Linked DNA regions of Triticum aestivum: region 2 is linked to region 1. Evidence: chromatin contacts called from public Hi-C data. All regions are on one chromosome and are shown on one strand. Each heading gives the region's core, a stretch centred on a gene start, on an enhancer-like site or on the middle of the called end of the contact. The rest is flanking DNA. Distances are from core to core; before and after follow the strand shown.

Region 1 (6,979 bases), core at 4,474-6,973:
ATAATTGGGGCCTTGGACTACAGGTACTTATCTTGTAACGGTGTTGTTATCTTTGCTTTTTGGGACTGGAATGTTCCTACCTATTCGCTCATTATCCTTTCATTTGAGCTTCTCTATTTTGCTGTTCCTACCTATTTTGCTGTTTGAGCTTCTCTTGCATAGCTGGTATCCCTAGAAGGGTTGGTGTGCGTTTGTGTGCGTCATCTGTATCGGTTGTGGCTTTATATATAAAACGGGGTGAAAGCCTTTTTTCAGCATTATCATTTCATTTGTAAGAATATGAATTTACAATGCAGGAACTGAGCGCCATTGTTCCTGCTCGGGAGAAACAAACCATCATAAAAACAGCTATAAGTAAGGTATATGCATATTGTTATTACTTGGTCTGGGAATGATTTACGATGATTTGTTCACTAAAAGATATATCTGTGATAAATTACTGACACCCACTCCCGCTGTCTCATCAGTTTCGTGTTGCTATCCAATTGCAATTTGATTTCCATCGGGCTATATACAACCTTGGAACTGTCTTGGTACGTTTCCTGTCTTCCATAGTAACTCACTCGATAACTATGGTTCTTGTGCATATTGACACACTTTTAGTGTATCGACATGAGCTCTTCAGTTTGAATACATTTTCTGTGCCCTTCTTAATGTTGCAGTACGGTTTAGCTGAGGATACCATGAGATCTGGGAGGCCAGACGTATCCCCTAATGAGCTTTACAGTCAGTCTGCTATCTATGTTGCAGCTGCTCATGCATTGAAACCAAATTACTCGGTAATTGTTAATTTTTCTGTTAACTGCCTGTTATGTTTCTTATGTGTAAAAAGCTGAGGATTCATGTAGCGTTATTTCATCTAATGCAGGTCTATCGCAGTGCTTTGCGACTAGTCCGCTTGATGGTAAGATTCAGTTGTACATATTTCCAGATACTCATTTTTATCGGTCTATTGTTACCTATACGTAATAGCTAAGAAGTTGATGTGGCTGTGATATGTGTATTTTCTTTCCAAGTTATGTTGTTTACAATTTACTTGAACTGCTTTTGCGAAGCTCTATTCATGAGAAAGCTAGTAGCCTAGGGGATAGGGGATAGGGCTTTGAACCTGGTTAAATTGGTTTCTTGAATATTGCTTTGTCGGCTGTCAATTTTGACACATTTCTGCCCTCTAGATGGCATTGGCATCGTATCTTGTCATTGATTATGGAAGAATAACTTTGGTCTTGTTGTCATATTAAACGATGCAGTTGCCTTTGCCATACCTCAAAGTGGGATATTTGACCGCTCCTCCAGCCAACAATGCCATTGCACCACACACTGATTGGGAGAGGTCACAGTTTGTTCTGAACCATGAGGGACTCCAGAAGGTTCATCCCTTGTTATTTTGGACAATTATTCCAGTGCAAAGTTGGAGTTACTGATTTCTGTTTCTGCTTTTTTTTGTGACCTTGCCTTTCTGAATCTTATGGTTTTCTTGTAAATTGTAGGCCGATGCCTCTGGCCAGCCTCCATCACAATCAACGGACAGTGGAAGAAAGCCTACCCGAATAGCTGTTGAGGATATTGTTTCTGTGTCAGCATCCGCTGATCTAACATTGCCACCTGGTGCTGGTCTTTGTGTAGATACTGTTCATGGACCTAGGTTCTTGGTATGTATCTGCCAGTTGCTTTTATTCGTTTGTTCTATTGGAGTACAGATAATACTATATGTTTTACAACATTTACAAATGGAATCTGTGACAGGTTGCTGATAGCTGGGAGGCTCTTGACAGTTGGCTAGATGCTTTATGCCTAGTCTACACTATATTTGCAAGAGGGAAAAGTGACGTTCTTGCTGGTATTATTACTGGCTAATATATCATACAGAAAAACTGCACAATGAATAGAGGCTCAGAAATTGTGTAGGCTCATTGTCAATTCATTCTCTCTTGTGGATTTACCTGTGTTGATTTATCTCATGGCTTATGTGAAGTAGAGATGCTGATCGGTAACTCATTTCTTCCTCTTGGTAAGATATGTTGTGCCATTATAACAGATGCATTAAGATAAAAGTAAAGTTGTCTTCTTTTTTCGAGGAAAGATAAAGTAAAGTCTACACTTAATTGTCAAAAACCGTCTTTTCAAGTAGGGATGACAATCTGTAGCGTATGGGTGGGTACAACCCCCTTTTGCCCAAACCCATACCCACAGAAACCTTCTATTCACACTCACTTCAATATCCATGGGCATAAATTGACACCCATGTTTCCAAGCTTCACATTTTGTATCTTGATGTGCCACCATGACTCTAGTAGAGAAACAAATTTTTGAAAAAACAAATCTCCATATGTTGGATTAATCTCAAAGGATATGCACAGCCGCATGAGCCCCTCACCCTAATAGCTGAGAAGATCACTGAACACACCGTGGCTTTGTCACCTTATTATGCCTTGGCCCTCGGCATATTGTTGGAAAGAGAATGACATTAAAAGATGAAAATGCATGTGGTCAATAGCTAGCCCATGTACAAGTACGTAGGCCTCGCGCTGGAGGAGAGACCTGGGGGTTGGCACTTGGTACAGGGCACCCCTATGCTTCACGCGAGACAGAGGGAACCGTCGCTGCGCGAGTTGCGCCGGCCCAGGCACGCGGGAGACACAGCCTCAATTTTTATTTTTATTTTTCACGTTTTCCCCTTTTTGGTTCTTTTTTTACTTTCGTTTATACTTCCAAATATTCTAAATAAATATATTAAAAAATCAGTGATAAACATTTGAAAATGATGACCAAAGCATTTGAAAAATGTTAAATGTGTATACAGAAAATGTTTATCACGTATACAAAAAAATACAATGTGTATGAAACAATTTGATCATGTATTAAAAAATGTTAATCAAGAATTTGAAAAAAAAGTTGAGCAAGTATTTAGAAAATGTTAATCAAGCATTTGGAAAATGTTAAATGTATATAGAAAAAATGTTGACAATGTATTAAAAATGATGAAAAATTTGATCATATATATAAAAATGTTAATAAAGCATTTGAGAAAAATGTTGAACAAGTATTTAAAAATATTAATCAAGCATTTGAAAAATGTTGCATCTGTATAGAAAAAAATGTTGACCATGTATTAACAAAATACTGGGACAATTTGATCATTTATATAAAAATGTTAATCAAGCATTTGAAAAATTGTTGTCCAAGTATTTGAAAAATGATAAATATGTATAAAAAAAATTGAGCATATATTAAAAAAAATTTAATCTTGTATCAAGCATTTTAAAAAGTATAAAAGTGCATAGAGGAAAAATGTTGATCATGTATTCAAAAAATGTTAATCTTGTATTTGAAATGTTAATCAAGGATTTGAAAATTGTTAAAATGTGTATAAAAAATGTTGACCATGTATTAAAAAAATGTTAAACCAATGAAAACCCAAAAGAAAAACCAAAAGGAAAACGAAAGAAAAAAAAGGAGAAGAAATAAGGAAACCAAAGGAAAAAAAAAGGAAGAAAACTGACTCTTTTCCTTCTTGTGGGTCGAGCCCTGCTTATTTAGCATGAACTTTATGTTGGCTCAGTGGCTAACGGTGCTACGAAGCAACCTGAAGATCCTAGGATCGATCTCCCGCGTGAGTGAGCTGGCCCGTTAATGTACACGCTTGACGCGAGAGATCCTTTCGTCTCACTTGAAGCAAGATATAATCACCGCACTTGGTACATAGAACCATCCAAAGAAAATCCAACACATCGGATTCAATTAAATTTGAAACTCTATCCTCCGATTTTCAGTTCGCCAAAGGCCCCAAAATTTAGCTTCTGTTTGAACCTAGCACTTATTCAAGGGTTTGTTTTTTCATCGAAACATAACTAAAGGTGCATTGTTCTTTTGTACTTGTTATATCCATTTTAGATAAAGACATGTACAACAGTATGCTGCCAATCTTCTCTTGGAGATGACGTGTGCGATTGTTTGTTGAACATTTTTTATGAAAATGATCCATATCTATTATCAAATTTCATCACAAGTACAAAGGGTTTCTCGTCATGTGGCAAGATTTGGTGTCAAGTGCTTTAGATCTGTTCAAAAGTTCAACAACGACTATTGCGTCTCCAGTGCGCTGGTCCTTAGGGGCACATGCACGAAAACTTCCAAGATGTCATCGACAAGGTCAAGCCGACTCGAGTAGAGAAGCGGCGATAGCGGCTTGTCAACGGCTCGTTCCGGAGGCGGTAGTGGTCTTGGAATCTCGATTGTTTGTTGGATTGGAAAAGAACAAAGAGAAGGAGCGTTGCTTCTCTTAGTCTCTTTGGTTCTTTTTATTTATTTATGAGTAGTCTCTTTGGTCCATGACTTCCTGGCCTGGCCTGGCATCCAAAATGTGAAAACTACTCCTTTTGTCTCATAATACAAGACATTATTACGTCCAATATACTATATATTGGATGTAATAACGTGTTATACAATAACAGTTATTCTTTCATTTGAGGAAAAAACAAGGACAAACGGAAACATGTTAATGGGCCGCACCAAAGCCAGCCCAAAGAAGTTCATGCATTTTAAAGAAAACGTTCATGCATATCATAAGAAATGTTATTCTAAAAGAAATGTTCCTGTATCTTAGAAATGTTATTTATTTTTTGTTACACTGTTATTGTATGCGAAAAAATGTTGACATGTTGCAAAAACTGTTCACATATATCAAAAAAATAAATTTAAAAGCAATGTATGCATCACAAAAGAATGCTCATGTATTTTATTTAATAAATTGTCTTGTATGTGAAAAAATGTCCATATGCTGCAAAAAAGGTTCATGCATATCACAACTAATATTTCATATATTTAAAACATTATTATTTTATGTGAAAATTAAGAACTGATGGCCTTTGAGCATGTTTAGTGTGTAGATAGAGCATCACCGTGATGTGCCTCGTGGCCCCGGAACCCTAATTAGCTAAGTATGGCATGGGCCATTATCTTTCTTCCAAATGTTCCTTGAGATTATTATTTTCTTTTTCAAATGTTCCTTGAAGGTTTTTGCCTGCACCAAGAAAAGCGAGAACGAGAGCCTTTTGCGGTTTTGCATTTAATCACTTCGCTGAGCCCTCGCAAAAAAAAAATCACTTCGCTGAGAGCCTTTTACCATGTTATTTACTCCCTCTATCACAGAATATAAGAACGTTTTTTTATACTATGCTAGTGTTAAAAACGTTCTTATATTTTGGAACGGAGGGGGTATTTTATTACTTCTAATAACAATCATTCGTTATAAAAAAAAACACCTTATGCGTCAACGCGTATGTTGCGAGGCAAAGTCGACTAGTATAAACTAAAACCATCCCGCAAACGCAAATGCAACAATGCACGTCAATGTGGGCGCTTTCAACATCGGCTATGTCATGAACACATTTGTTGTCACTTTCATGCCCATCGTCACCGCCATCAATCATCTACCAGCCGCAGTCATGCTAACCTCTCCATCATCATCATCATCATTCACGAGCTCACCGATCGTTACCGAGAGTCCGAGATTACACACATCGCCATGACGGCACGACCCCATCAGAGCATCCGAGCCTCCGTCCTGCAGTACCCATCAAGGCATCAACCAGCGGGCCAGCCAGCCCAAAACGTCGACGGAAACACACGGTCAAATTATGGGCGCTCGACGAAGACGTACGTACGTACGTACACGCGGGCCGGTCGCTGTACGTACGTACGACGGCGGAGCACGAGGGCGCGCATGCATATGCTACGGTGGAGCCCAGGCTGGGGGGCGGACGGCGCCAGCCATAGCTTTCCGACGGGCCGATCAGCTTTTGAAAACGAGATCGCCAGATCTTCCGATAATATTCCACGGCGGCATGATGCGTGCGAGAAAAATCCAGTGCAACAGCTAGGTAGATAGCTCGTAGATGATGTTGATTTTGACCTATGAATCTCCCCCGCCGATGGGTGTTACTGGTTAGATAGTTCGGTCGTCGATCCGATACGGACAGGCGGCGTGACGAGCCACGCGATGCATTGGAATGACGTGACCGGTAATCCTACGTATATGATTACGGCTGCAGGTGTGTTCAAGGAGGCGTTTAGCTACCCGCACCAAGTCTAATCAGGCCGCTCTATGCAGGTTTTTTCATTTTCTGGTTGTTTGAATGTCTGCAAACGTTATTAGGTCTGCATGACACGATGATTAAAGTATACCTGGGCCCGGTTCACGAGGAACGGTCGAATCGACCGTTTCTAACAAGTCAGCCCCAATGCACGCAAGGGGGGCAGGGGACGCGTGTGGGTTATGGTGGCTGCACGCATGGGCCCACGCGATAGAAGCCGCGTTGGTTCCCCAAGCAGCATCATAACTCCCCTCACCCTCCTCCCACCGCTCACCCTCCCCTTCTCCCATCGCTTCACTCTCCTCTTCCCCCACCTCTCTCTCCTTCGATTAAAGGTTAGCCTTCATTTGGGATGACGGTTTTCACACACATGGTGTAGGAATTTTGAGGGTTTGAACAAACCCTCGAATCGATTCAAGGGTTAGGGTTTTCACACACACGTGGTAGGAATTTCGAGGGTTTTCACACACATGGGGTAGAAAATTTGAGGGTTTCGAATCAATACGATGGTTTGGACACACACGTGGTAGCCTACGCTCAAGCTTGTAGTCGTCCATCTCGAGGGGCATTGTAGAGCAGCCAGCCTGAGAAACCCTCGCCACCATCTCCAATGCTTGGTGCACCTCCTCCTCGTCGGAGTCGTCTAGAACGATCTTGATCATATGTGTGGTGCGTTTTTTATTCGAGCACTAGTTCACATTTGTCTGTTCAATGGAGATTCACAAGCTCGTCATGGGAGGCAACAACAAGGCTGGCAAGGAGGTCACCACTTATGGGAAGGGCAAGGAGGTCGCCACTGACGGGAAGGGAAAAAAGGTCGCCTCTGACGGGAAGGGCAAAGGGATCACCTCGGGCAAGAAGGGCAAGTTGATGTTGTAGATCGG
Region 2 (7,165 bases), core at 2,064-4,563, 710 kb after region 1:
AAGAGGAGGCCAGCATAACAATGCAAAATCCAACCCTTGCTGAGAAAAGGGAAGGCCTACACTACAACAACAATCAGTACAATGCAAAATTCACCCTTGTTTAGGAGCAATAAACAGAGGAAGCAAATTTTGCAGCTACAACAACAGCAGTACACCTGCACGTGCCACTTCCTACTCCTTCCTACTGCTAATCTAATTGTTTTGTCTTGTCACCTTCCATGGTTGAGCTGCTAGGACCTTCACCAGCCTCATGGGCCGCCTCGCGGCCCTGACTGCGGATCTTTTCTGAGTACTTTGCAAATGCAGCAGTAAGGGCCGATTTGACATCAGGGCCTTTCTTGTTCTTGGAAGTGCCTGGCTTTTCCGGCGTGCCATCGTTGGTCGATGAAGGCTGACCAGACACTTTCTCTCTGTCGGGAGTATCAGGTACTACGAGGTTTGGGCGGGGCGTAACTCGTTTAAATGGCTCATGAAAAGTATCATGAAGTCGCTTTACCTACATTCGACAAACTCTACATGTTAGCCTAGCGAAACATGGCCTTTCATGTTAGTAAGCGGAAAAGCAAAGCAATGCAGACACGACACATGGTTGTAGCTTATTATATCTATGGGATGATCGGGAAAAAAAATGTTGGTAACAACATGAACCATGACAAATAAAATTGGAGGTTTAAAGTGGTACCTTCCGCTCGCCAATTCCTGGACAACGAGCTAGTTCTTCCATAGAAGCATCCATGATTCGGGAAAGTGACTGCAAATACAAGACCCGATGCGTGTAATTATACTGTGAATTGTTTTTGTTTGATGGGTGATCTTGCCGGGTGAAATGCTACCATTTTTACAGTAATAAAGCTGCACACAACAATATCCAATAGATTATGGAAGACAATGTAATAGTTCCAGTTCTTATTCCATCTTACCCCAAAAGACGAACCAAGTGTGATAACATCTGTTTTGTTAACACGCCGGATCGATGTAAGAGCATGAGTGAACTGCCAAAACCAGAACCACAGCATAAATGAGTAACACACCAAATAATGATCATTGTTAACACAATGGACACTCTGAACAGGGCAATATAATTGAGTATTGAAACCACCAAATAATTATCGTTGTTACAGCAGCCCAAAAGGACGATATAACTTCTGTATTGAAACCACTTGCAATGCTTGGAACTTGATAAATGAAAAAGCAATACTGAGTATTGCTGAAGTTGCGGGATTTCTTTTCCGCAAATCTTAATTACTCAACATACTTACTAATCCGTCCCAGTCCAGTTAATGAGATAGATAGATCAAACCATGTTGTAACTGTAAGGGTGCATACCCGAGATAAATAATCATTATCTGTGTGCTCGCGAATGCTGTCAGCTGGCTTGTTTTCAAACACTTTAATAGTCTCCAAGTACCTGCCACATTCCTCCAGACTACAAGAGAGAACAGCTTGGTCAAAGAGCATCTTAGTAAGCCTTTGCAACCAAATCAGTACATCATCATGTTGTTACTAAAATTTTCCAGTTAGCATGTTGGAGAGCTATTAGCATTTCTTTAACATGTACTTACATCCACTATTCCACTCTTGAATTTAATTTTCGTATGCAAAATGCTCAACAAGTATTAGATAATGAGATCACTAAGCAGTGCACGGTCACAGTTTTATTTCAGAGCAAAGGAACCTAAACAAGATCTTATAATTGCAAATTTGCAATTACATTTATAAAGAACCAATGCAACAGTACAGAATTAAAACAAAGGGAACATAATTAAACATGGTATTGCATAATCCCAGCATATAAGAATGTTCTGAATAATACCTCCAACCACACAGAAGGGTGCAGTCATGCAGCAGTGATGTCCTTGTGACTTCATGTAAAGGCTTTACTACATCTTCCTGATCATGAAGTATATGAACATGGATTAATAAATAACCTTTTTGAGATGTCTCAAACTTCATTTCCCAATTAAAGCAAAATATGTTGGTCAGATGATTCAAACTCACAATATCAATATGGCACAAGATGACACGGAGTTTGAAATTCTTTTGGAGCTCCCTTATCCGATAGTACAAGTAGTCTGGGTGAAGAAGATGGTACCTGAGACTGCATTGACCAAAGTTACATGGTAAGAATCATGCCACTACCTCACGGCACACACCGGGGCACAAAACCTTTACTAGCAACAGGTGACGCAGATCACTAAGATTGCAGTACTACTGCTCCAAACTTGTTGTCTAACAGATTGGTAGTGCAGTGCACTATATGAAATGCTAGGGTGTTCAAATAACGGTTCCACATGAACCCATGAAAAAGGGAAGCAGGCAGTAAACCCTGTTTTCGAACGCCCCTAGCGAAATGTATCTGTTAGATGCACAGTACTTTCGCGTATCTCTGGTTCTAGTATTGGCCCCCAATGGTAACAATACATGCAGATGCAGTGAAACCAGCAAACAAAATAGAGGGTGTCCCTCGCCACCTCTCTGTTTTTGGTGGAATAGCCTAGTTTAGGCTTACTTCGATTCCCTGCCATCCTTCTTTCTGTTTGTTTATTTATCCTTGTCTTTGTTTGTGTTCTACTTTGTGCCTTCTTGGCATTGTTCTTCTAATACAAAACGAGTCGAGACAAAGGAACCAACAAATAGAATGATAGAGCAAGAACCTTATGTATAGTGCGCATGATGATTGCCCAATCACGTAGTCCGGAACGATGTCAGCGAACGTCCACCTCGCATTCCTGATGTGCTTCAGTAATGGGTTCCCTTTCTGCCAAGTGAGAAACGAACAAAGACTCCAAATTTAACACAAAAGAAAGGGGAGAAGATTGATTATAAGAAGAAAAGTACTAAATCATCACCACACTCCATTACCTGCCTATTGCTCACTAGAATGGCGTTCTTGCTCTGCGACGGCGTAGTGGTGGCGCCAGCCAAAGGCGGCCTGTTCAAAGAAACCGAACCTAGAGGGGTGAGGCCTCACTGAGAGAATCCGAGGAGAGGGCGAGGGAGATGGTACCTAGGGGCGGTGGATGGCTGTGGAGGCGGCGGGGGAGGGGAGTAGAACTCGGAGGATTTGAGGAAGGAGAAGGCCTCGGAGAACGACGACGACGACAAAGAGCCGGCGGCGGCAGCGGCGGCGCTGGGGAGAGGAGGGTTGTAGGAGGGGGGCGTCGAGGAGGAGGAGGAGGCAGCGGCTCCGTTACCGAAGACCTCTTGGTAGGACGGGATCTTTATGAGGTTCTTGCCGGAGTCAGGCCGCTGCCGACCTTGCTCTCCGTCCATGGCGCGCGGGGGGGCTCAAGGGAGGGGACGACCCGCAGGTCCGTCCACCGACTGCCTCGCTGCAGCGTGGGACTATCAGGCTATTGTGGGCTCCTTGCGACGGTTCGATCTGTTAAGACTCCCGCTACGGGCCGGTCATGGACTAACAAAATATTGGATGCTTTTAAATGATGATGATAGCCCATGAGCCTAAGAGGCCAATTTGGACTAGAAGTTGACGCGCACTTCGCTGCGCCTGATCTCAAAAAAAAAAAAAACAAGACCTCAAAAGAAAAACTTTGCTGCGACTATTAAAAAAATATTGTTGCGTCGGTTGTGTACTTTTTTTAGCTGTTTTATTGTCGATGTTTGTTGAATGATGTGTGTGTGTTGTGTCATTTATTTTTGCAGGTCGTTGGTGTCGCTGGCTTGGTCCTTGTTTTTAGATTGGACATGATTTTTTTTTTGGAGTGGTGGGCGATGGTGACCGTTGTGTTCCTAATCCTACATACTACCTCCGTCTAGATGAATAAGTCATTTGGCTAGTTCTAGGTCACCGATTTGAGTAATTAAATATGTGTTATATGTCATGAAAAATATATCACTAGATTTTTACACGGATGTAGTTTCTACATATTTAGATAGTTAAATCGTCGACCTAGAACTACGTGAATGACTTATTCAACGAGACGGAGGTAGTATGTGATACTATATGATACCACGCGCTTTGTTGTGGGAATTAGTTGCAATATATTTCAATATGATTTGATCGTATGAAACATGAATAATTGCATTAATAACACATGAACTAAAACTAAAAATATATACTCCCTTCGATCCAAATTATAGTTGAAAAATATTTGTTGAATATAAGTGATGTCATAATACATAGAAAAAATTCACATGCATGATGAGTGGGCCCTTAATGAGGTGGCATGTGTGATAAGGTGGGATATGTGTATTGAATTCATGCTCCAGCCAGTTGCTCGAAAAGTCCGAACTGATGGGGAGGCGGGCAATTATTTCAACACTCCCCCTCACGTCTAGACTATTTTAATCTTTAGACGTGGGATCGATGCGGGTCGCAGAATTGTTTTATTTAATACTGTGTTGGCAGGGTCTTGAACTCAAGACCTCTTGGCTCGGATACCATATTGAATTCATGCTCCAGTCAGTTGCTCCAAAAGTCTAAACTGATGAAGGAAGACGGGCAATATATATTGCGAATCAACCTGTGGTTGAGTTGGTTAGGTGGACAGTGGTATCCCCAATCCACCAGGGTTCAAATCCTGGTGCTCGCATTATTCCTGGATTTATTTCAGGATTTTTGGCGATGCACTTTCAGTGGGAGGAGACGTTCCCGTCGACGACGAGACGCCTACGGTGACTTCGTAAATCTCAAGATGATACGCCGGCTCAGTCTCTCGGAGGTGCTCATAGGGGTAGGATATGTGTGTATGCGTTCATAGGGGTGAGTGTATGCGCGTGTATATGAGCGCTTGAGTCTGTACTGATGCTCAAAAAAAAAAGACGGGCAATATATTTCAAGAATGTGCATGTTAAGATAGATAAAAGTAATGGAGATCAACTAATAATGAAAATAATAATCTCATGCATGTTGTGATGGGTCTTTAATGAAGCGACATGTGTACATGTTAAGATAAAAGAGATAACAAGGACAACTATTTAGGTATATATAGGACATAGGATCCATCGTCAATCAGCAACACATGTGTGTCACATATGTGGTTGTATATGTGACACATGACATAAGAAAATCTACACGCATCCAATAGCTGGATCCAAGCGGTTGAAAAAGCGAACGCCCTTTTACAACCGCGACCCACACATCCAATCTACCAACGATGCACCAAAGCCCTCAATTTCTGGAGAGCATATCATCTTTAGAGATTCCTTTGTTCCTTTTCCCAGTGATAGGAATGTATGGATGTGTGACATCCACACGACCGAAAATAGCTAATTGTTTACATTTTAATAACAACCACACTACATGTCGGATGGCTGATCTTTGGCAAAGATCAATCGGGTCACGAGCCGTCGAATCAAGGGATGCCCACCTTGCGACCATCCTTCTCCACATTGTTGTTGGGAAACATAGCATGCAATTTTAAAAAATTTCCTACGCTCACGCAATATCTATTTATGAGATGCATAGTAACGAGAGGGGGGAGTGTGTATACGTACCCTCATAGATCGAAAGCGGGAGCGTTTGACAACGCGGTTGATGTAGTCTGAACTTCTTCTCGTTCCGACTGATCAAGTATCGAACGTACAACACCTCTGAGTTCTGCACATGTTCAGCTCGATGACGTCCCTCGAACTCTTGATCCAGCAAAGTGTCGAGGAAGTAGATGAGTTTCGTCGGCATGACGGCATGGTGACGGTGATGGTGAAGTAATCCGCGCAGGGCTTCGCCTAAGCACCGCGAGAATATGACCGAGGGTGTAATCTGTGGAGGGGGGCGCCGCACATGGCTAACAGATGTTGTTGTGTGTTCTAGGTGCCCCCTCCCCACGTATATATAGGTGGGAGGGGGAGGGAAACAGCCTTGGGGCACCCCAAGTAGGAGGAATCCTACTTGGGGGCCTAGTCCAATTCGGCCCCCTTACCCTATTTTCCGGAGGGGGAAGGAAGGAGGAGAGAGGAGGGAAGGAAGGGGGGGGCGAATCTCTCCCCTTCCTTCTCTCTTCCCCTCTTTCTTTCCTCCTCTGATTCGGCCCATATGGGGGGCACGACAGCCCCTGTTGGCTGCTGCGTTTCCCCTCTTGGCCCATTAGTCCCATATCTTTTGCCGGGGTGCCCGGAACCCCTTTCAGACCCGATATGTACCCGGTACCCTCCGAAACACTTCCAGTGTCCGAATACTATCGTCCTATATATCAATTTTTACCTCTCAACCATTTCGAGACTCCTCATCATGTTCGAGATCTCATCCGGGACTCCGAACAACATTCGGTCACCAAATCACATAACTCATATAATACAAAATCGTCATCAAGCGTTAAGCGTGCGGACCCTACAGGTTCGAGAACTATGTAGACATGACCGAGACACCTCTCCGGTCAATAACCAATAGCGGAACCTGGATGCTCATATTGACTCCTACATATTCTACAAATATCTTTATCGGTTGAACCGTTATGACAACATACGTTATTCCCTTAGTCCATCGGTATGTTGCTTGCTCGAGATTCGGTCGTCGGTATCTTCATAACTAGTTAAATCTCATTACTAGCAAGTCTCTTTACTTGTTCTTTAATACATCATCCCGCAACTAACTCATTAGTCACTTTGCTTGCAAGGCTTCTTATGATGTGTATTACCGAGAGGGCCCAGAGATACCTCTCCGATACTCGGAGTGACAAATCCTCATCTTGATCTATGCCAACCCAACAAACACCTTCGGAGATACCTATAGAGCATCTTTATAATCACCTAGTTATGTTGTGACGTTTGATAGCACACAAGGCATTCTTCCGGTATCCAGGAGTTGCATAATCTCATAGTCGAAGGAATATGTATTTGACATGCATGAAGAAAGCAATAGCAATAAAACTGAACGATCATTATGCTAAGTTAACAGATGGGTATTGTCCATCACATCATTCTCCCAATGATTTGATCCCGTTATCAAATGACAACTCATGTCCATGGTTAGGAAACCTTAACCATCTTTGATCAACGAGCTAGTCAAGTAGAGGCTCACTAGGGACACAGTGTTTGTTTATGTATTCACACATGTATTTAGGTTTCCGATCAATACAATTCTAGCATGAATAATAAGCCTTTATCATGAATAGGGAAATATAAAATAACAACTTTATTATTGCCTCCAGGGCATATTTCCTTCAGTCTCCCACTTGCACTAGAGTCAATAATCTAGTTCACATCG

The links. Hi-C and Micro-C count contacts between places; a contact is called where the count stands out from the background.
Region 2: a Hi-C map of leaf shows a contact between it and region 1, with 5 times the contacts expected there. The contact joins the promoter of LOC123048899 here to the enhancer-like site in region 1. A contact is called at or near these places in 2 of 5 Hi-C or Micro-C datasets (both in leaf).

Annotation. Positions count from the first base shown.
Region 1 is chr1A:329,120,583-329,127,561 of IWGSC CS RefSeq v2.1, forward strand. LOC123048854 (protein HLB1) reads left to right here. Exons shown (of 14, transcript XM_044471881.1): 7 at 1-23; 8 at 297-359; 9 at 468-533; 10 at 663-779; 11 at 869-904; 12 at 1,251-1,370; 13 at 1,491-1,652; 14 at 1,747-1,998. The coding sequence ends at 1,857. Among protein-coding and RNA genes, the nearest start is that of LOC123048854, 7.7 kb to the left of the region's middle. Within about 2 kb of position 5,724, at least 1 of the 8 cell types and tissues checked has an H3K27ac peak or open chromatin away from gene starts, as enhancers often do. A contact at or near this core is called in leaf, where this site is marked.
Region 2 is chr1A:329,837,757-329,844,921 of IWGSC CS RefSeq v2.1, forward strand. LOC123048899 (DNA excision repair protein ERCC-1) reads right to left here and starts at 3,314. Exons shown (of 9, transcript XM_044471921.1): 1 at 3,008-3,314; 2 at 2,863-2,932; 3 at 2,655-2,758; 4 at 1,999-2,098; 5 at 1,814-1,890; 6 at 1,327-1,426; 7 at 921-992; 8 at 683-751; 9 at 1-496. The coding sequence starts at 3,273. The coding sequence ends at 188.